Linked DNA regions of Mus musculus: region 2 is linked to region 1. The links are chromatin contacts, called in public capture Hi-C maps. All regions are on one chromosome and are shown on one strand. Each heading gives the region's core, a stretch centred on a gene start, on an enhancer-like site or on the middle of the called end of the contact. The rest is flanking DNA. Distances are from core to core; before and after follow the strand shown. Region 1 has its middle 39 kb from the start of Aadacl4fm5. Region 2 has its middle 34 kb from the start of Gm42346.

Region 1 (4,675 bases), core at 1,437-3,936:
TCCCCTGTTCTGGGGCATATACAGTTTGCGTGTCCAATGGGCCTCTCTTTCCAGTGATGGCCGACTAGGCCATCTTTTGATACATATGCAGCTAGAGTCAAGAGCTCCAGGGTACTGGTTAGTTCATAGTGTTGTTCCACCTATAGGGTTGCAGATCCCTTTAGCTCCTTGGGTACTTTCTCTAGCTCCTCCATTGGGAGCCCTGTGATCCATCCATTAGCTGACTGTGAGCATCCACTTCTGTGTCTGCTAGGCCCCGGCATAGTCTCACAAGAGACAGCTACATCTGGGTCCTTTCAACAAAATCTTGCTAGTGTATGCAATGGTGTCAGCATTTGGAAGCTGATTATGGGGTGGATCCCTGGATATGGCAGTCTCAAGATGGTCCATTCTTTGGTCTCAGCTCCAAACTTTGTCTCTGTAACTCCTTCAATGGGTGTTTTGTTCCCAATTCTAAGGAGGGGCATAGTGTCCACACTTCAGTCTTCATTCTTCTTGAGTTTCATGTGTTTAGCAAATTGTATCTTATATCTTGGGTATCCTAGGTTTTGGGCTAATATCCACTTATCAGTGAGTACATATTGTGTGAGTTCCTTTGTGAATGTGTTACCTCACTCAGGATGATGCCCTCCAGGTCCATCCATTTGGCTAGGAATTTCATAAATTCATTCTTGTCATTGCTGCACTTCCCCTGAGCCCTAGACCACATCTCCCATGTGGCCACCCATGTATCTTTTCCTCATTGTGCTGCAGCCACTGGACTGCTCTGTAGAGCAGGCATACTGAGATGCTGATCTATTGGGCTTCTTGTTGCTTGCTTAGGCTCAAAAACATTTTGGAAATCTGAGGCAGAAGGTATGGCAGTGTCAAGTGAGCCAGTGCCCCTGGACAAAGATAAAACAAAACAAAGGCACCATCACCAAAAAACAGGAGTAAAACCAAAACAAAACAAAACAGACAAAATAAAACGCTCCTTAGTAGTAGGCATGGAAAAAGGACAAAAGTATGGTGTTTCAGTCCTTTGCCCAGTGATGCTGAGTCAGTGGGTTTGAATAGCCTGAGTAGACAACAGGCAAGGGTTCCCAGTCCTCCTATGTGCCGGCAGCTGTGGATAGACAAGGCTGAGTTGGGAATATATTTAGCATGTTCTGTTCTAAAAGCCAAGGCAGCATGTGGTACCCACTAACTTTAAAAGGGTTCTATCCTAGAACGTAAGATGTACTGTTCCATTGACTAGCGTGTCCATCTAGCCTTCATTTATCTCCTAGTTGACATAAATATATGAAATTATTAACACTCCAGGGTTGTCATATCTTTACTTTGTCCATTTTAGATTCACAAATCTTTCAGGTTCTCAGTTGGCCTTACTGGAAAATGCAATGATGTAGAAAATGAGCCTTAAAGTCTACTGGGATTGATGTGTGGCTGGGATTGATGTGTGGCTTTGTCCTAGCAGAGCTGGCAATCCTCACTTCAGAGGAATTGAGGCAGATATCCATGCCAATCATGGCAGCTTCTGTCCCTGGGGCTGCAGTTGGATGTGGTATGCTGATCATGGCTGCTTTGGACTGTGTATTCTCTTGCAGATAGTTATCATAATCTGTGCAGCTGCCTGGCCCACAAGACAGACTCAGTGGAGGTGATGGTAGGGTGACTGACTTGAGTAATTATTGACTTATATATGCCAGGGTGTTGTTTGGCATGATCTGGGTTACTTTAGCTCACAGAAAGGAGCTCTGACCTCTGCATGTTTTTGTATGTACACATCCTGTGTATACATAGGAGGTCAGAGTTATCCAGGAGTTGACAATAGCTTATTCACATTTCACATGGAGTGTCTAACATCTTAGTCCTTTAAAGAGTCAGTTGCTTTTGTTTCTCTAGTGGTGGCCACTGCTATCTCTATCCCCTTTATGTCTCTCTGCTGTTGAAATCTACTGCTGTTGTCAGCACTGCTTTTATGTTACCCCTTATTGCTATTTTTGATGATTTCCGTATGTTCCTGTCATGGACACTGGAGAGTCCTCTTGAGTCTGTTATCACTGTTCTCAAGGCTTCTGGTTTCTTCCATGGTCCAGTCATCGCCATTGTCTAACCATCAGTGGCCCTTGTGGCTCTACCATTGTCAAGTCTCAGCTCTACTGTGGTTTCGACCTCTTCTGTCACTGCTACCAATACTTCCTTCTGGTGACCTGTTTAGATTGCTCTACAAAGGCAGGCAGGAAACAACTTCTAGTGAGAGGCTGTTTGAGTCTAATGTTGCAATCCCAGGAGACAGCTAACATAGAAAGATGCCTCCCAGCTGACTCATAAAGTGAGCACAATAGCTTGCTAATCTAATCAGAAAGATATTGATCTCCAGCATCAGTAGGCATTTATACAGAATTGTGTTTATGAGAAGCATTATATTGTCCATGTTGTGCCAGGCTAGAGTTCCTCTGTTGTGGTAAATATTATTTGGGAGTTTCTACCCCACCTTAGACCATTTAGTTGCCAAATAAAGCAAACAAAACTTTTCAACCCTCTTTGCTAGTTTGTCTACTTGCTTATCAGTAACCCTGAGATATCATTTGTCCTGTTCTACCTAGGCCACTCCTACTCCAACAGGCCAGTTCTCAAGGCCAGACGCTCACCACCTACCTCCCTCATAATACCTTTCTCCTTCCTCTTCTCCTCTCTCTGTGATCTTTGCCTCTGACCTTAACCCAGGAACTGAAGCCCCTCCTATCTCTTTTCTGCCCTGCTACAGGTGGTAGACAACTTTATTCAATGAATAGTTTTAAATTCAGAAACAAAGTTTGCACAACAAAAGCTGGCATACAGAAGAATTCACTCATTGTGCAGCAACTAGACTTTGGAATACAGAATTTAGCATCGTAATACATAGTAACAGACCAAACCTCAATGGCCTCTGATGTTTCTTTGGCCTCAAATTGCAAGGGCAGTCTGCTTCTAATTGTTTGAGACACTTTTGGCTGTGGCTATGACTTGAAGAGCTAGAGTGGTTTTAGAGGCAAGTGGCACAATTATTGTGTAGCTTTCTCAATGTTTGTATGTTGTTCAAAATGATCAGTACTGGTATAAATTTAGCTGGCCATTTGACTAACAGTCATTTTCTCAAAGGAGCCCCACAGAGGAGTCTAAGAGCTCCCAGTTAAGGAGTTCAGTTGCCTTATCTTCTAACACTTTTACTTCAGCACTGGTAAAATAAACATTAGGAAAAAGGCCTTATTACTAAGACTAGTATCAATTTAGCATGTGTTTAGTGGTAGTTTTAACAATGTTCACCATGCTCCTAGTACATCAGGGAGAGATGAGCCTGGAACATGAGACCAGCAGGGTCCCAGTGGCCAGTTTTGGTTCTTTGCTGGTAGTCCAGTTTTCTAAGACAGCATCTTTGAACTTTCTGGATTCTGTGCACAGTGTGCTCATTTATGGAAATCATCGTGTGGGTGGGAATTGAGAATCCTGGCTTCCCTGAATCTCAAGGCTCCTCAAGTTCATGTAGGGAAATTGAGGGTTGTCATTTTCACTTGTTAGGATCACTGTGAGGATTGAATCAGGTTTGTTCTCCTTTGTCTCCTGTGACCTAGTTGCAAAGAGGCATGTTGTGTTTTGTTGGGAGTGACCTTGTTAGAACGTTAGCTGCTTTGCTTGCTGGCATAAAGTCCTGGCCTCTGTGGGAAAGTACTAGTCCAGCTGAGTACAAATAGACATAGATCCTGAAGTCAGAGGAGAACAAATAGCTATAAATCTTGTGCATAGGTAAACGGTTTACCCAGTCAATATCCTGTTCCTGGGAACAGGTGCATTACCCAGAGACAAAGCAACCCCCCTCTACCCCCTTCCTGCTTCTATGAGTATATAACCTGTGTGGGAAAAATAAAAATCTGTCAGCTTGATCAGGATATCTTGTCTTGCTGTCCATTCTTTGTGTTTCTTGTCCCCCATTCTCTTCTAGGTGCCCCTCAAGTCCCTGTTCGACTGTCCTGTGGGTCAGTGCAATCTGGTGCCCAGAATGTGGGGCTCCCCGGGGATATCTGAGGAAGAGAACGCTGCTCACTATTGGAGGGTAGACATACCCACTCATCTCAGGAAGTGCCAGAGAGCAGCTTCAGTTTGACATGATACCATGGTCCAACCCACGGTGAGACAGACAATCTGGGAGAGAGAACATCATGCAGTGCAGATCTTAGGAGAAATATAGTAAGACATGGGACAAACATTTTCTAAGCAGTTGCTTTTTGCGACAGGGCTCAAGGACTCACTCAAAAGCGGAGGAACTAGGGTTAAGAAAATGGATTTGAAGAAATTTTTAGATTTTGTGGGAGAGATTTGTCCATGGTTTCCCCAAGAGGGGACGATTGATGTAAAGAGGTGGCACAGAGTTGGTGATTGTTTCAGAGATTATTATGAGCATTTGAACCTATAAAAATACCTGTTACAGCTTTTAGCTACTTGTCTCTTATTAATGATATTCTTTTTTTTTCTTTCCATTTTTTATTAGGTATTTAGCTCATTTACATTTCCAATGCTATACCAAAAGTCCCCCATACCCACCCACCCCCACTCCCCTACCCGCCCACTCCCCCTTTTTGGCCCTGGCGTTCCCCTGTTCTGGGGCATATAAAGTTTGTGTGTCCAATGGGCCTCTCTTTCCAGTGATGGCCGACTA
Region 2 (4,675 bases), core at 1,561-4,060, 550 kb before region 1:
AGTACATATACATACATACAGGTGGTACCCCATGTACCAGTGCACATACATACATACAGGTAGAAAACTCATACACATGAAATAAAAAGAAATGTATGTTTTCACCTAATTTGTATTTTCATTATTAATATCAAGAGTAGAAAAATGAATAATTGGTTACTTATGGTTCTGGACAGGTTATTAAAGAAGAGTGAATCCCACCAGAGAATGGGCTGTTTAGAATATGGCAGGACAATTTGTCCTTTAAAGACTCTGTCTATCTGTATATTATTATAAGGGATCCATATGCCAAAGTGCACAACTGGAGGTCAGGAGACAATGCCCAGGAGTCAGTTCTCTTCTCTATGTCAGTCCTGGTCATCAAACCTGCTTGAACCATATTGTCAGTACAAGAATTCTTTTTTGTTTGTTTGTTTGTTTTTGTTTTTCGAGACAGGGTTTCTCTGTATAGCCCTGGCTGTCCTGGAACTCACTCTGTAGACCAGGCTGGCTTTGAACTCAGAAATCTGCCTGCCTCTGCCTCCCGAGTGCTGGGATTAAAGGTATGCGCCACCACGCCCGGCCTAGTACAAGAATTCTTATCCAACTTCCCTCACTTCATCTGGGGAAACTCTGTCCCCATCGAGTCTATCACCTAATGTCTGTCTCCTCTTGTTGCTGGCAGCTATCATTCTTTCTGTATCTGTGACTTTAACTAGCAATATCTCTCCTTAACTGACTGGCTTATGCCCCTGTATATAATGTCATTAAGTTTCATCCATGGTATAATATGTCAGAATATCCATAATACCTTTACTTCCTGGAAAAAAATAAGTTTATTAAGTACACAGGCAGGGTGGAAGACTAGATAATAGTAAGACTACAGCACACAATTTTTTTTCAGAACTTCTTTCATATTTGGATGTTAGATAATATTACAATTTGCAAAACAAATGAAACTCAAGAATAAGGAAGACCAAAGTGTGGGTACTCCATTCCTCCTTAAAATGGGGAACAAAATATCCATGGAAGGAGTTACAGAGACAAAGTTTGGAGGTGAGACGGAAGGAAGGACTATCCAGAGTCTGCCCCACCCAGGGATCCATCCCATAAACAACCACCAAACTCAGACACTATTGCATATTCCAGCAAGATTTTGCTGACAGGACCCTGATATAGCTATCTCTTGTGAGGTTATGCGAGTGCCTGACAAATTCAGAAGTGGATGCTCACAGTCATCTATTGGATGGAACACAGGGCCCCCAATGGAGGAGCTAGAGAAAGTACCCAAGGAGCTAAAGGGGTCTGCAACCCTATAGGTGGAACAACAATATGAACTAACAAGTACCCCCCTCCCCCCAGAGCTTGTGTCTCTAGTTGCATATGTAGCAGAGGATGGATTAGTCAGCTCTCAATGGGAGGAGAGGCCCTTTGTCTTGCAAAGATTATATGCCCCAGTACAGCGGAATGCCAGGGCCAGGAAGCAGGAGTGGGTGGGTTGGGGAGCAGGGCGGGGGGGGGGGGGGGGGAGGGTATAGGGGACTTTCGGAGAGGAAACTAGGAAAGGGGATAACATTTGAAATGTAAATGAAGAAAATATCTAATAAAAAATTAAAGAAAATAATAATTATGCACGGAGCTGTTCCCAGGTAGCCTTGATGGACTTCAAATATATATATATCATATATATATCATATATATATGATATATATATATATCATTGTAGGACAGATTAGTCCATATTTTGTTTAAACAGCATTTATTTTATTTCCTATTCTTTTCTTTTGTAGAAGCCAGTGTTGAACTTGACATCCTGATCCTCCTGCCTCACTCTCTCCATTGCTGGGATTACAGGTTTGGGTATATGCCACTGTACTAGATTACTTGTAGTGTGTGTGTGTGTGTGTTTGTTTTCCTGTCTCTTATGAGTTCTTTATGAAACATGCATTGCAACATTATTTATTCTAAAACAAGTATTCTGTGATGTTTTAAGAATTCACATTTTGGTTTAACCTAAGGTTCTCCTCTGCCTGACATTTGTCTTGTGCCACGTGCTCTGGTTGAGTCAGCTTGACAAGCCGAGAGGCTTGAAAGCTACTCTCGAGGCAAAAGAGTTTCACGGAAACTCGCTCCTGGAGTCTGGCGTGCTCTCTAAATTTTCCATTCCCGAGTTAGTCTAGTGGATGGATCCACGTGCTCTCTTTATTATAAGTGCCTTTTAAGATTAAATTCTGACATAGCTAAAGCCTTCTGCCAGTGTTCCAACAGTCTTAGAACGTCCTTGAGCTAGACAGTGACATTCAGAATAGCCTCTGGTATTACACTATCAATAAAAGCCAAGTCACTCCCATATACAGGAATTTACAATGGTTTAGGAAGTAGATCGGGCTGTGGTTTTAGAGTATTGCATTATTCATGAGATGGTTAGCTAGAACGGAACTCCCTAGTTAGAACCATGACTTGGGTGTGAAAGCCCTTGCCCTAAGAGAGTAAAGACCTCACACCTGGCTTCTAAGACTATAGCTGAGTTACACCCATACGCACGTTTTTATAATGGCCTAAGGGGAAGGTGGACTATACAATAGACTAAAATAGGAACTATGGCAAGGGCATGAAGCCCTTGACCCTGGCTTCTAAGATTAAGCGAATCTTAGGAGGAGCCCTTTTTGATCCCAGTTGTTAACAATGAATTCTATCCCAGGTGGTTCCTGTTAGACCTTCTGTGTTTGCATTCCTGTTTTATGTAAGAATCCAGTAACCTCTTTGTACCTTGCTGGTGTGTCACCCAACTTCCTTATTATCTTCTGCATAAAAAGTCTGATGCTCGATTTGACATTACATTCAGATCTAATACAGACTCTCCTGTGTGCGTCTGTTTGTCACTCATCCGAAGCTTAGCCCACCCGCGACGAGAGACCCGTTCCACGCAGACAAAGGGGCCCAGAGGGCCTGCAGCAGTCTTGCTCTGTGCATTTCAGCCTAAATAGGGAGAGCACATAGTGGTTTCAGAAATGCTCCTCCCAATATTGTGATCTTGAGTATATTGTGTGACATTCAGAGCTGCCTTTCATCATCTACATCAATGACAGTGAAAGTTAAAGGAGACATTGCAGTCTCTGTTTAGAATTACAACCGCACGACTGGCTATTGAGCACTAATTCACTTCACCTTTCTATGGCCACAGCCACCCAGAGTTCTGCAGATTTTACTCCTGTAGTGTCTAAAGTGTTTGTCCTCATGATCCCCTGGGTAGGTCCTGAGCTGGAGTCTCTGTCCAGCATCAAGAATGAGAAATGAAGCCAGAAATGGTGTAGCATACATAGGAGGATCTCTTGAGTTTGAGGCCAACCTGATCTACAGAGCAAATTCCAGGACAATCAGGATTTCAGAGAAACCTTGACCCAGACATCTCATGGCTGGTGACTCTCTCTCCTTCTGAAGCATGGTGAACCTTCTTTCCTCCTCCTGCATCTCTCACCCTACCTATGGGAACCTAGAAGTCCCACCTTTTCTGCCCAGACATTGGTTGCTAGCATCCTTATTGATTGATCAAAAATCAATTGGGAAACAGGAACTTCTGTGTTCACAAGCACATTCCCTTAGAAAGCATCAGAACTACTCCCTCCAGAGAAGAGTGATGAGCACAGCTTGAACTGTACCCCCACACCCCCACAAGTATGTCCAAGGTCTAAACTTCACAGCACATGACTGTATCTGGAGGCCAAGTGTTTAGGATGGTATGAAGATAAAGGGATGGCTCTATTCCAGTAACATTGCTATCTTTTAAACAGGGAACTTTGGCAATGTACAAGCACCAGGAGATTATGTGGGAATGTGTGAGAGGGTGGCTATCTGGAAGGAGAGAGACCTTCAGAAACCAGACCACCAGTACCTGACATTGGACTTCAGCCTCCAAATCTTGGAGCAGTTAGATTTTACTTGTGTAAACATGCCAGTATCTAGTGTTGGGCCATATAGCCCAGGCAGACCAATGGAAGCTACTCCAGGCCCACTGCCCCTGGTGTGAACTGCTTGAGAATAGATCTACTTTCATGTTCAGGATGAGACATCTTGGCTGAGGAACAAATTCAAATACATGATTCTTGTGTGTTTTGTACACATGCATCTGTGGAGGAAAGGTTCTAAAACACATTCCAATAAGGTGGCTCTTCTGGTAAAAGTGCTTGCTGCACAATACTGGTGGTCTGAATTTGGTCCCTTTGAACCTCTTAATTGAAGGAGAGAGCCAAGTCCTGCAAGTTACCCTCTGACCTCCAAATTCATGCCATATACCCATACAACCAGAATGATAAAGGATAGATAGATAGATAGATAGATAGATAGATAGATAGATAGATAGATAGATATAGATAGATAGATAATGGATGGATAGATAGACAGACATGTGATAGGCAGGCAGATAGAAGATAGTCATGGCAAAAGCAACTTAAGCAGGGCTTTGTTTAGGACAGGTTCCTGGTTCCACAGGGATACAGCCCTGCCTGGCATGGTGACAAGAGCATGAATGTGAATGGTCACATTGTGTCTGCAGCAAAGAAGCAGGGAGAGATATATGATGGTGCTCAGCTTACTTTTTACTTTTTATTTAATCCAGGTCCACAGCCCACTGTTTGGTGCTGCACATGTTCAGAGTGTATGTTCCAGTCTCAGCTGAAGCTCTGAGGAAATGTTCTCA

What was found. Capture Hi-C pulls out chosen DNA fragments and counts their contacts.
Region 2: a contact with region 1 is called in a capture Hi-C map of embryonic stem cells, with 5 times the contacts expected there. The contact joins two enhancer-like sites. A contact is called at or near these places in 1 of 115 datasets of contacts at active chromatin or transcription factors (embryonic stem cells) and 1 of 9 other capture datasets (embryonic stem cells).

What each region holds. Positions count from the first base shown.
Region 1 is chr4:144,823,027-144,827,701 of GRCm38.p6, reverse strand. No RefSeq gene overlaps it. Among named protein-coding and RNA genes, the nearest start is that of Aadacl4fm5, 39 kb to the right of the region's middle. Within about 2 kb of position 2,686, at least 4 of the 459 cell types and tissues checked have an H3K27ac peak or open chromatin away from gene starts, as enhancers often do. A contact at or near this core is called in embryonic stem cells, where this site is marked.
Region 2 is chr4:145,375,761-145,380,435 of GRCm38.p6, reverse strand. No RefSeq gene overlaps it. Among named protein-coding and RNA genes, the nearest start is that of Gm42346, 34 kb to the left of the region's middle. Within about 2 kb of position 2,810, at least 8 of the 459 cell types and tissues checked have an H3K27ac peak or open chromatin away from gene starts, as enhancers often do. A contact at or near this core is called in embryonic stem cells, where this site is marked.